Linked DNA regions of Sus scrofa: region 2 is linked to region 1. A link is a contact called in public Hi-C data. All regions are on one chromosome and are shown on one strand. Each heading gives the region's core, a stretch centred on a gene start, on an enhancer-like site or on the middle of the called end of the contact. The rest is flanking DNA. Distances are from core to core; before and after follow the strand shown.

Region 1 (5,553 bases), core at 1,142-3,641:
TTTTTAATACAACATTTCAAAAGTGCTCTCCAGATTCCTTGCAAAGACTCCTCGTTTGTATTTTTCCCTTCTGCTTTACATACTTAGCTCAGGAAAGCCCAGCTTGGTAAGTTTTTCCAGTTGTTTATATTTCATACGAAACTAAGCCCCTGAGTTACAGCTTGGTGGTTGAAACCGAGTCTAGACTTTAGGACTCCAGCTTCATATTTCAGTGCTTTATCAATTAAATTCGCTTGCTTTCCAAAAAGGAAGATATGAAAGGTATGTATATATTTCGTTGCAATGCCTGATTCCCCATCAGAGTGAAGTTCCATTACAGTCTGATAAAGCGTTATCAGGCAGAGGGAAACAGAACAACCAGGAAATTTGAATGATGAGATTAGCTGCCCATCTGAGGCCCTGTCTAGCGATTAGCTGAGGCTTTGAAAACTTTTTTAAAGATCGGGGATCGCCTCTCCCTGATCTCCAGTGAGAGTGATTTCTGCTCTGCTGCCAGAAGGTGCCTTTGTGCATGGAGGGGACCGGCAGACACCAGGCCCCAGGAATTGATGGAGTGAGATTCTACCAAGGCAAAGCAAACACTTGCCATTCCTAGTAAGACTCCACTTTAGGAGGGCCTCAGGGATTTCGAGACTGCTCTTTTGCTGGAAACAATTTACATCCCTAAGGGAAAAAAAAAAAAAGAAATTTAATTTTTTTGCATGGAAATTTTAGACCCAATGGTGATATCATACCAAAAAAAAAAAAAAAAAAATCCAGCTATTTGTTCAGGTCAGGAAAAACAATTTAAAAAAATCAATTTTATAATATTGGGTCTCAATGAGCTAATTTGGTGAAAGGCCAGAAAATATACAACCATAGCGTCACAGGGTTGCGCCTTTTCAAGTGTCTGAGTCCAAAAGATGAAGAGGTACAATCCGTGGTGAGCTAGAAAAAGCAGCCTGGGCATGACTTCAACATCTGGAAAATGGAGCTGGATTAAGTCCTCTGTTTTTAATCTTTGAAGGATTCGGATATTACTTGTATTTCACCTTTCTTGGAGTGGAAGTGGAGGACGAGGTGGCTGGGAGCTTGGGAGGTGAGACGGTCTCAGACAAGGTCAGCGCGGCCATGGGGCCAGCTCTTTGACATTCACTTGCTGTCGTCACAGAGCCCACCTGCCAGTGCTCCGACCAGAGCCTATGACCCAAGTGACTTCAGGGACAGCCTCTGACTTCTAGGTGAGACCCCCGGCGTTGTTTTCTAAAGAGTGTTTTTAGAAGCATTTCTGGGGACGATTGCACGTAATTGTTTGCCCAGAAGGCTGAGGATGAAGCCCCCCGGAGGTCTGGGCACAGACGCAGCGCAGCTTTTTGGTGTCTCACTTCTGTTTCAGGGAGGCAAACGCCTGTGCTTTGATCAGGTGTCAAGTGTATATGGTAAATCTCTTTCTGGAGAAGCCCCTTTTATGTACTTTTCAGGCAGCCTGTGGGTGCGGGGAGTGGAGGGGACGGGAGCCTTATTTGTTCCAAAGGGCGCTCTAGCCGAGCCCAGGGCTCCCACACACCTCACACAAAGGCAAAGGGACGCAGGTCCCACCGCCTTTGATCTAGATTTTGCCGCCATTGTCGCAGGGTTTGCCTGCGAGAGCTTATTTCCATATGTATAGAGAACAGCGATTTGCTTTCTCCTGCCTGTTCAACTGTCACCGAAGGTATTTTTAGAAATCTATAATCTAAAGAAGACAGAAGATGAGGCAGGAAATCTTACAGTGGCAACATCTGAACAGCCCCCGCCACTAGAAGAATGTTAATTAAAAGATAACCTCATTCCGCTTATTTTAATTGCCAAGCAACACTTGATTTTTTTTTTTTCCTTTTTCTAACGCAAAATTTACTTTAAACACACAGCTTGGGTGCAGAGGCTGTTTCCTTGTTCGCTAGGAGGTATGTGCCTGAGGAAGGCTCCAGCCTCCTTGGCTTGCGGCCGCTTTAAGGAACAGGCGCTCCCCGCCCCGCCCCGCCCCCGCGCCGTGCGGGGCGAGGCCGTGTCGGTATCTTTCTGGACGCCCAGATGCCGCCCCGATGCAGAACACGTGGTTGTCAGAGAAACACAAGAACATATCATTAGATCGTTCATAATTAGGCATGGCTGATATGTGCCAAAGGTTTAGCGCTTAATCAGAAAGTTCTTATCGCAGGCGCTTCTGCTGGCGAGGAATTGGAAACGCAACAAAGGCAATTCTGATGCTCGTCCCCTAGGATAACAAAGGGAAGACAAAGGCAGACCGATTCCACCCTAGGTTTATGGGCAGGCTCTATTTTTTTTTTTTTAATCATGTGACTCCAGCAGTAGGAGGAGAATTAAACAGCTCAGCTCTCCCATGAAGCAGGGAGTAACCGCCCCCCCCTCCGCCCCCCCACCTTGATCCGCTGGTCTCTGGTGTCTGAGTCATCTCGTCGCCAGGTGCTGAGTAAGGCTGAGGGCTGTGGGAACCTGATTTAATGTGTCTGGCACAGGCTTTTCCAGGTAGAGTCGGCCTCCCCGGGGAGCACGCCGCTTCCCTTCCTAAGTCACCCCCTCCCAGCCCTGGTCGGGATCTCAGAGCATCTTTGGGTCCGCGGAGATAAATCCAGGCCGTGTACCTTGGCAGCCGGGACCGGGGCTGCGGGGAAAAAACGAGCGTGCAGCGGCCGCGGCTGTTTTGACAAAGTGTTGTGTGTTTTTTCTGTCTGAGTATCTGGCAGCGCAGGTGAAACAATGTGCCGCTGGTATCTTGGCTCGCCACTCGCTCTCAGGCTCTGCAGGGAGTGCCGGGCCAGCCCTGCAAATGTTCCCAGCAAAGCTGTGAAAACAAACGGGCCGATTAGTTGGACAGGCTCCCCGGCCTCGGAGTGTTAACTGCCCTGGCTGCCCTCGCTTCCCAGCCCCTTTCCATTCTTTGATTCGCCCGGCCTTGCGCTTATCAATTAACACCGCGGGGACCGTCCTCTCCTCCTCCTGGTGTCCTGCTGCATCTCTCAGCATCTCTCAGCTGTGGCCCCGCCGTGAATGCTGATCCATGGATTTTTTATCTCCAAGCATAATACAGAATTCATCGTTAGGTTTTTTTTAATAAGGGCAACTTTCATTATTATTATTATTATAAGCAAGCCATGTTCACTCTAGAGATAGGAGCCAATGCAGATACACAACAGGAGTGGTCTTTGAAGTGTACATATTTGCTGCCTGACTTAAGGGTTATTCCACATGCCAGGAGGAGTTGCGTATGTTCTGTGTTCCACTATTTACATTAAAATTCTTCTCTCTCTCTCTCTTTTTTTTTTTTTTTTTTTTTTTTAGAAATGAACTTCTTTCCAAAACAGAAAGAAGAGACTCAGATATAGAGGACAAACTTAGCGTTGCCAAAGGGGAAGAGGGAGAGGAATACATGAGTTTGGAGTTAACAGGCACACACTCCTCCTGGGTTACTACTTGCTGAAACACTACTGTACACATGACTACGTAAAATGGTTAAGCAAGGATTTACAGAGCCAGGAACCTGTACTCAACATTCTGTAATACGGAGTTCCTGGTGGCTCTGTGGGTTAAGGATCCCATCTGTCACTGCTGTTGCACTGGCCTTGGAACTGCCACATGTTGTGCGCACAGCCAAAACACACTGTTTTGTTTTGTTTTGGTAATAACCTATAAGGGAAAAGGATTTGAAAAAGAGTATGTGCATATATATGCACATGTGTGTGCGTGTGAGTGTGTCTATACTGAATCACTGTGCTGTCCTATAGTCGCTGTGCTCTACTATAGTTTGGCTTTTTAAAAAGCTGACTGTTATCAGGACCTGAGAAATTCCTTTGGGATCACATTCCCATACTTTCCCAGAAGTATTACTTTTTTTTTTCTGCCCCACCCATGGTATCAGGAAGTTCCTGGGCCAGGGATCGAAATGGAGCCACAGCTGTTAACTATGTCACAGCTGCAGCAACACTGGATGCTAAGCCTGCTGTGCCACAGTGGGAACTCCCCAGAAGTATTACTATTGTGATAATAATTTCTTTGTGTTTTATTCTTTTATTTTATATTTTGTAACTATCATGCAATAAAATGGATGGTTTTCACTTGTAAAAAGTAAAAAAAAATAATTTTAAAACGTAAATAAAATTCTTCTGACTTATGCCATGGCAGATAAGGATCTTTTTTTTTTTTTTTTTTTAACAATATAGTTGAGTGTATGTCAGTTTTGGAAAGAAAGGGCTCTTCAAGTTGACTCGACTTTTTGTGTGTGCGCCTTCTTCTGGTTTGAAGTGAGCCAACTTGGAAGAAAGAGATCTTGGGCATCCCTTTTGAGGTGAAATCAGAGTGAATTAAGAAAGAGTCATTACACCTTTCTTTAATCAAAGGCTCCAGAGATCATGTTTCTTTTAAGAAAGAAACATCAAGGATCGGGCTTGGAAAATCACTTTCATATTTTCTTGAGCATTTCGGAGCTCTAGCACATTTTGAGAGTTGTCATTTGTTCTGAAATATTAGGCTGTCGTATCAGCCTTTTGTCTGTGCCTGTCCTTCAGTATCAGAAGGTATTGAGCTTGCCCTTGCTTTGTTGTGAACGAGCGCAAGCTGTCAAATGACTAATGCTCTTGGAATCTCACAGAGGCATTTACCCTGCCTCTGTGGCTGTGAGCCCTGTGTTCTTTTTGTGACATGTAACAATATAGGTAATATACCTAAAGTAGGGTCCTGACCAAAAGGGACTTAGGTATAGCATCACGATTTTGCTTGAAGTAATAATTATTAAATGATTAAAAATAGAATTCATAGTCTACCATAGACACTTGGGTAGGTTGTGCACTGCACAATGCCAAGAGCTTGGTTCTTTTAATCTATGAGAACAAGTTTGAAAACAGCAGTAGCTGTTTGTGTGTGTGTTTGTAATTAACCCTACGGACTAATTAACCTGAACGGTGTTAAAACAGTAAAAGAAATGGACACATTAACACAGCGAGTATTTATTCAAACATTTCACAATGACTAGGGGTAAATTCTATTTCCCCCTTTATGGAATTTAAAATATAAGGACAACTTATTTGAAATTACTGAATTGACATCAACAATATTTCATGTTGAAATTCTTCTTTGCAGTACTTAAAAATGGATAATCCATGTTTAAAAAGAAAGGCTTCATCAGTTAAAACTTTTAGATTGGAAAACAGCTTTTAAAAATAAATATTTCCTGTCATTCCCAGGAATTTGATTGGCTGAACTCTTCACACATGCCAGGTCTGATACTTTAATTTGTTAAATAACAGAGAAAGGAATAGAAAATATATTTTTACCAGAAACTAAATGTGTGTTTGTTGCCCAACCTGAGACATCTAAATATTAGTAGCGGCCAGAATCAGTGAGTCTCTGTCTCTCTCTCCCTCTCCCTCTCTCTTTCTCTCTCTTGCGTGCGCACGCGCATATTTTTGTTTGTTTGTTTTGTTTTTATTTTTCTTGTTTGTGTTCCTTTTAATTAGACAACAATGCAATGACTTTGTTAATTTTATCCAGCAAGCTCCATTACTGGAACAACCTAGG
Region 2 (5,553 bases), core at 2,002-4,501, 180 kb before region 1:
TAAAACTGGAATTGTCCAACTTTTATACTGCCACTTCATTCTACATTCAAATTCATGTCTATCAACTTTTATACTTGGCTCTGTCTCCGAACTCGCCCAAATTTTTATAATTGGGCTTTTAAAAATTTTTTCCTTAACTCTGGAAACAGTTGAAGAAACTGCTCGAATAAAAAATCGATTTTTTTTTTTTTTTTTGCTCTGGGGTTAAATATGTGCTGGTAAAATTACGGATTTTAATCGTGTTTCTGCAACAGTTTACTTATAAAATGAAGTCCAAATACAAAGAGGAATTAAACTGATGTGATTGGCATGCTTTAGAAATTCAACTTTGCCTTGTACAAGCAGATGTTACTGATTTTTTTTCTGGCATGATACACTTAACAATAAACAAAAGAGCAGTGGAATGAATGTTAGAATCTTGGACTTGATACCGCTGATGCTTTTCACATCGTTTCTACAGCTAATTATTTTATACTTACTGAAAGTAAGTTCATGCATATTCACACCCTAAAGCTACACAGTAGAAATCTTTTTGTGTAGGGTTTTCTTTGCTCAAATACACACTTGGTTTTTTTTAGAAGGAAACAATCTAAACATGCATATTTATATTTTTCCCAAGGTAAAATGCTTTGGATGTGAGAATATTTGATTTACTAAAAATGGAAGCCAGGGTTATTTTCAAACAGTGCAAATTTCCTTTATTTCCTCTAGTTTACTTGGAGAGAGGATGTAGGCGCTAAAAGGTCACGACTTAAATTTCAGAACTTAAGTTTGCTGAATATGAAACATGATATGGAGATACTCAGCTTTAGCTCTTTTAAAGGGTTATTAAGCTAGCTTCATATTAAATTTCAAATCAATCCTTTTAAATGTTGTAAGATTATTAAAAACGACTCCTTTTGCATTTGTGAGGTTATAATAATACCACCCCCTGCCTCTTCCTGGCTTTTTAGTCCTCTGGGAATCTGCTGAAGTCTTCGAAAGGGTTTACTGTCTTGGAGCCTTTAAGAAGTATATATTTCCTCAAATACAGACTTTAATTCAAAACTAGCAGTTTCAAAAAATAAAGTTTTCTGAAACCTTGGAATAACATGAATGTATTTCATAACTCGCGTGTGTTAGTGTTTTCGGTCTTACAAATTTCTTAACACTCCTGGTTTAAATACGTTTAATGTTTAGAAAATGAATGCTTAATGCACGATAAAAATCTTTCAAAAGTTATTACAACGAAAAGTTAAAAACAAATCGGTATCTAAACAGGATTCTCTTTACCACATATATTTTGTTATAAATTTAGTGGATAATTTGGCAAAAAAAAAAAAATGTAGGAATACTGTCCGCTTCCTTGCATTAAGACATTAAAGAAACCCTTTAACGAAGGCATATGTATGTACGACCCGGTCGCTTTGCTGCACAGCAGAAATTTATAGAACATTGTAAATCAACTATAATTTAAAAAAAATTTTTAAAGAAACCCTGGGTCAGGATTTTTTTTAAAGCGTGTTGGTATCCAAATGTAACAACTGTGAACTGTTACGTTTGTATTGTGCCTTATTTCTTCCGAGCTCTCCCTGCTGTTGTCATTTCAGCAGATCCTCCTTTGGACTTTCCGCGTGGTTGGGTCGCGGGTTCTGGTTCCGGGTGGCGAGACCGTGGTGCTCGCTCCCGCCGAGCGCGTCGGCCGCTAGTGGGCGCTGTGGGTCCGTGGAAGCGGCGGCGCGGAGGCGCCGGTCCCAGCCACTCTTTGGGCAAGCGCCTCGCCGACAATCCAACTGAAGAATTCCTGCCGCCTCTGTGTTTTGGCGCTATTTGTCACCGTCACCCCTAAATCCCCCGGTCACCTTGGGAGGCGTGAGTGTGTCGCAGAGGCTAATTAAGGAGAAGGTCCCGCGGCGGGCGCGGGTGTGCAGGCGACACTTGGGGGAAGGAGAGGTGCTCCCTTCGCGGGAAGCGAGGCGCGGAGGGCTCGGGGCCAGGACGTCCGCGCCCCGGGAGTCGTTTTGCTTCTCCCGGCGCCAGCTGACGTTTGGTACCGAAGTCAGGTGTGAAACGCATGACTGAGAGGCCTGGTGGGGGCCGCGAAGGGATGCGCGAACAGGACGTGAGCCAGTCCACGCAGAAGGCGCACATCATTTAAGGAGGAAGGCCCACGGGAAACCCACTGCCAACCACTCCGGAGGGAAAGTTTCGCCATCGACGTCGTCCCTCGGCTGAAGTTAGGACACTTCCCGGGCAATGAGAGCGCGTGCTGGGCGTGGGGACAGGTGGCCCGTGCTGTCCCTGTCCCCATTCGCCCGCCCCTGCCAGCGTCCCCATCCCGCAGCCCCGGGAGCGCCGGGTGCACGCGCAACCTCCTCTCCCTCGAGGGCTTCCCAGCGCTCAGCTCTTGCCGCCGCCCTGGCCGGGGGCGGGGCTCACCTGTCAGCTGGCGCCCCGCCTCGCGGCTCCCAATGTCGGGAGGGGGCGGCTGATGGACCGGCCAGCCGCCCAATCCGCTCGCGTCTGCGGAGCAACGGACCAATGGGCTGCGCGATGTGGGGCGGGGCCCGGCGTTTATAGTGCTCTGACAGCGCGCAGGCAGAGCTGACTCTCCTCGGCGGGGACGGCGGCGCCGGCCGGAGCGAGGAGCCGCGCGCGAAGCTGGTCCCGGCGCCCACCCCGCACACAAAGGCCCGCGCGCGTCTGGCGCCCGCGGCGAGGAACGAGCCCCTCCTGCCTGATCCGCGGGCTGGGAGCGGCGAGGACTTTGGAGGCTCCCGGGCGCCTGGAGGCGCCCTTCGCAGCTCGCGGTCCGCGCTCCGGGACATGGAACCGCGCCGAAGCGGCGCCCGCGCGCTCGGGCCACTGCCCGCCCCCCTGGATCTATAGTGCCAGGCGGCCCCGCTCAGGGCGCAGCGCCCGCCGCCCGCGCCGAGTCCGTCTCTCCGCCTTTGTGTCCCGGCCGCGCGCCCTCTCCGCCGCCCCGCGCCCGGCACCCTGGAGCCGCACGGGGTACGGCTGTCCGAGCTGCGTCCGGCGCGGCGCCCCGGAGCCCCGAGCCCGCCGCGCCGCCGCGCCCCGCGCGTGCGCTCCCGCCCCGCGTTCTGAGGGCCCCGAAGGGAACGTCCCTGGCCTCGGCAACCGCTGGAGCTGCTCGGCGCGCCCCGGAGCTGCCTGCGGTCCCTCCTTGTCTGCCCGGAAGATTGGGGCTTTCGGCCCGCACCCCGTTCCTCCGACGCCAGGAGTGCGCGGAGCTGGGAGCGGCTTCGCCATGGCCGCGAGGAGGGACTCCGTGTGGAAGTACTGCTGGGGAGTTTTGATGGTTTTATGCAGAACTGCGATTTCCAGATCGATAGTTTTAGAGCCCATCTATTGGAATTCCTCGAACTCTAAGTAAGTAGCGTCCGCAATCCCCCTCGATCGCCGCCCCGGGGTCCGCCGCGCCCCGTGCTGTCCTGGCGGGAGGAAGGGTCGGGCCGTGGAGCCTCGGAGCCTGTTTCTGGAACCTCGATTACTCGCGTCCGCTTGTCCCCCACCCCAGCACGTTTCACTTGATGGTGACTCCGCTCGGCCTTCCAGCCAGAGCGCCGGCCCTAAGGGGCGCCCTCCTAGTCACTCCTTCCCCCATCAGCTCCCTGGCGCTAAAAAAACCCTGATGGCTCGAGTGTCATGTCCGGGAAGGTGTCCGATGGCGATACCTGACCCTCGCTTCTTTTCGAGGCCGGGGAACAGGGCCACCAACCATGCTGGCCTGCGCGCGAGGGCTTGCAGGCTTCGGAGAGGCGGGGATGCTGTGCTCCCAAGGAGCAGCGGAGCGCGGTCCAGGCCCCGCGGGCGGGCGGGGTCGGCGGTGCTCGGGCGTGGAGAGCACTCGGGAGAAGGGAGCCTGGTGTCTCTGGGCCGCCCGGAGCTCGTGCGCCTCGGCGCCGCGCCGCCTGCCCGAGGGTGCGCAGGGAGCTCGCCTGCTTGGGAGAACTCGGGCGGCGAGCCCTTTTCCTCCCCGCCCTGGAGGCCGGCCTTAGAGTGCTCCCGGGGAACCCTCTGCACGTCGGCCTCTACCTTCTTTTCTAAACCAGCGGCCCCGAACTCTGTGCCGTCGCGATAGCTGACTTGATTTTGAGGACGTTTTCTGCAAAAGCCTAATTAAGGCCCGGCCCAGCCAACACAGCCCCTGAAGCCTTCGCACTCGAGGAGCCTGGGCGGGAATGGGGAATAGGATCCTTGAATTCGACTTGCTTTTATGAAACAGTGCAGCCGGGAGAAAGCCAGGCCTTGTGCAGATTAAGTTTCAGTACTAGCTACCAGCGTACATCTAGAATTTAGAAAAGGTGATCCCTCCCTAAATATATAATTAGTCGTCTGTGCATTCAGTATTGCGTATCATCTCATTCTCCAGACACATTTCGAATCATAACCAAAAACATTTTATAGAATCATGGAATTTTCACCTTGGGAAACTTGGGACACCAAGCATGAAGACATTGGCTGTTGGGGAGTAAGCATTTGAGATCAGAAGCAAAATCAGTGACCTAATTGAAGTTGAGCGAGTTCGTCATGGATTTAGGAATAAAAGGACGGGGATTTAGAGATCGCATCTTAATTAAAGAATTATATGCACTCTTTTAAAAGTGGTGCATTTCACATTCACCAACATGTTAGCCAAGAATTCCCTATCAGAGGGTGAAAAACGTCCCGGCTAAATCGGATTACAGAGAAATTCTTAAAAGATGCTGCATGGCACCATGAAGCAGATGCTTCCCAGCCCTGCTCCTTGTAAAAGTTACTTAAGGCGACCTCCTTCCCTGCAGCCCGGCCTTATAGGGACTACTTTTTTCCCTTGCTGTAAGATGCTGCATTTGCCCGGAAAGTGGTAGTAGCAGTGACACCTTGACACCCCCCCCCCCAGCCTCGGAAGCGCGAGGCACCGGGCGGTGCGGGAAAGCGCGGGGCGCGGACCTGCGCGCTGCGGGCGGGGCGCGGGGCCGGGAGAGCCGGGCCAGACCAGCCCGCGCTCGCTTTCCGCCTACAGAGGTCACTCTTCCATGCGCGATGCTCGCGGCGCCGGCCCTCACCTCTTCCCGCGGGCGGCCTGCTCGGCTCCACTTTGCACTTTCACTGAAAGACTGTCTTGATTGTCTTTGGGGGCTGGTTTGGGGTGTTTTGGTTTGGGGTTTTGTTTTGTTTTGTTTTTCCCCAACAGGATTTGAGTTTTAAAATTTGTTTAAAGAAACTCCCAGCGTTCAGCTCAGTATAGGTGATCTTTGCATTCGGCTCAGCATACGTGATCTCACAACAACTACTGCTTTCTAAGTATCTGGGAGGTGGATGACAGTTAACCTGAGTGGGGATAAAAAGGTAGAGCAGTAACTATTTCAACCTAAGGTTTTAGACAGTAATGTCTTCTTTCCCCAGTGTGTTGGGGGAGGGGAATGACTGATACTCATCACTCTGATATGAGGATTAGGCTGTTTTTCCGAGCTGTGGCCACAGATTTACAGCCCTCCTGGAGGCCTGCTTTTGGAGCAGGCGGCCTGCCTCCACTGCACTGTTGACGCTGTTGGCCTGGTCATCGTG

What was found. A called contact is a pair of places that touch in the nucleus more often than the background predicts.
Region 2: a Hi-C map of embryonic fibroblasts shows a contact between it and region 1, with 2.4 times the contacts expected there. The contact joins the promoter of EFNB2 here to the enhancer-like site in region 1. A contact is called at or near these places in 4 of 47 Hi-C or Micro-C datasets (embryonic fibroblasts, omental adipose tissue, psoas muscle and 1 more).

What each region holds. Positions count from the first base shown.
Region 1 is chr11:74,044,674-74,050,226 of Sscrofa11.1, reverse strand. No RefSeq gene overlaps it. Among named protein-coding and RNA genes, the nearest start is that of EFNB2, 190 kb to the left of the region's middle. Within about 2 kb of position 2,391, at least 46 of the 83 cell types and tissues checked have an H3K27ac peak or open chromatin away from gene starts, as enhancers often do. A contact at or near this core is called in embryonic fibroblasts and skeletal muscle, where this site is marked.
Region 2 is chr11:74,230,466-74,236,018 of Sscrofa11.1, reverse strand. EFNB2 (ephrin B2) reads left to right here and starts at 3,251. Exons shown (of 5, transcript NM_001114286.1): 1 at 3,251-3,372. The coding sequence starts at 3,251.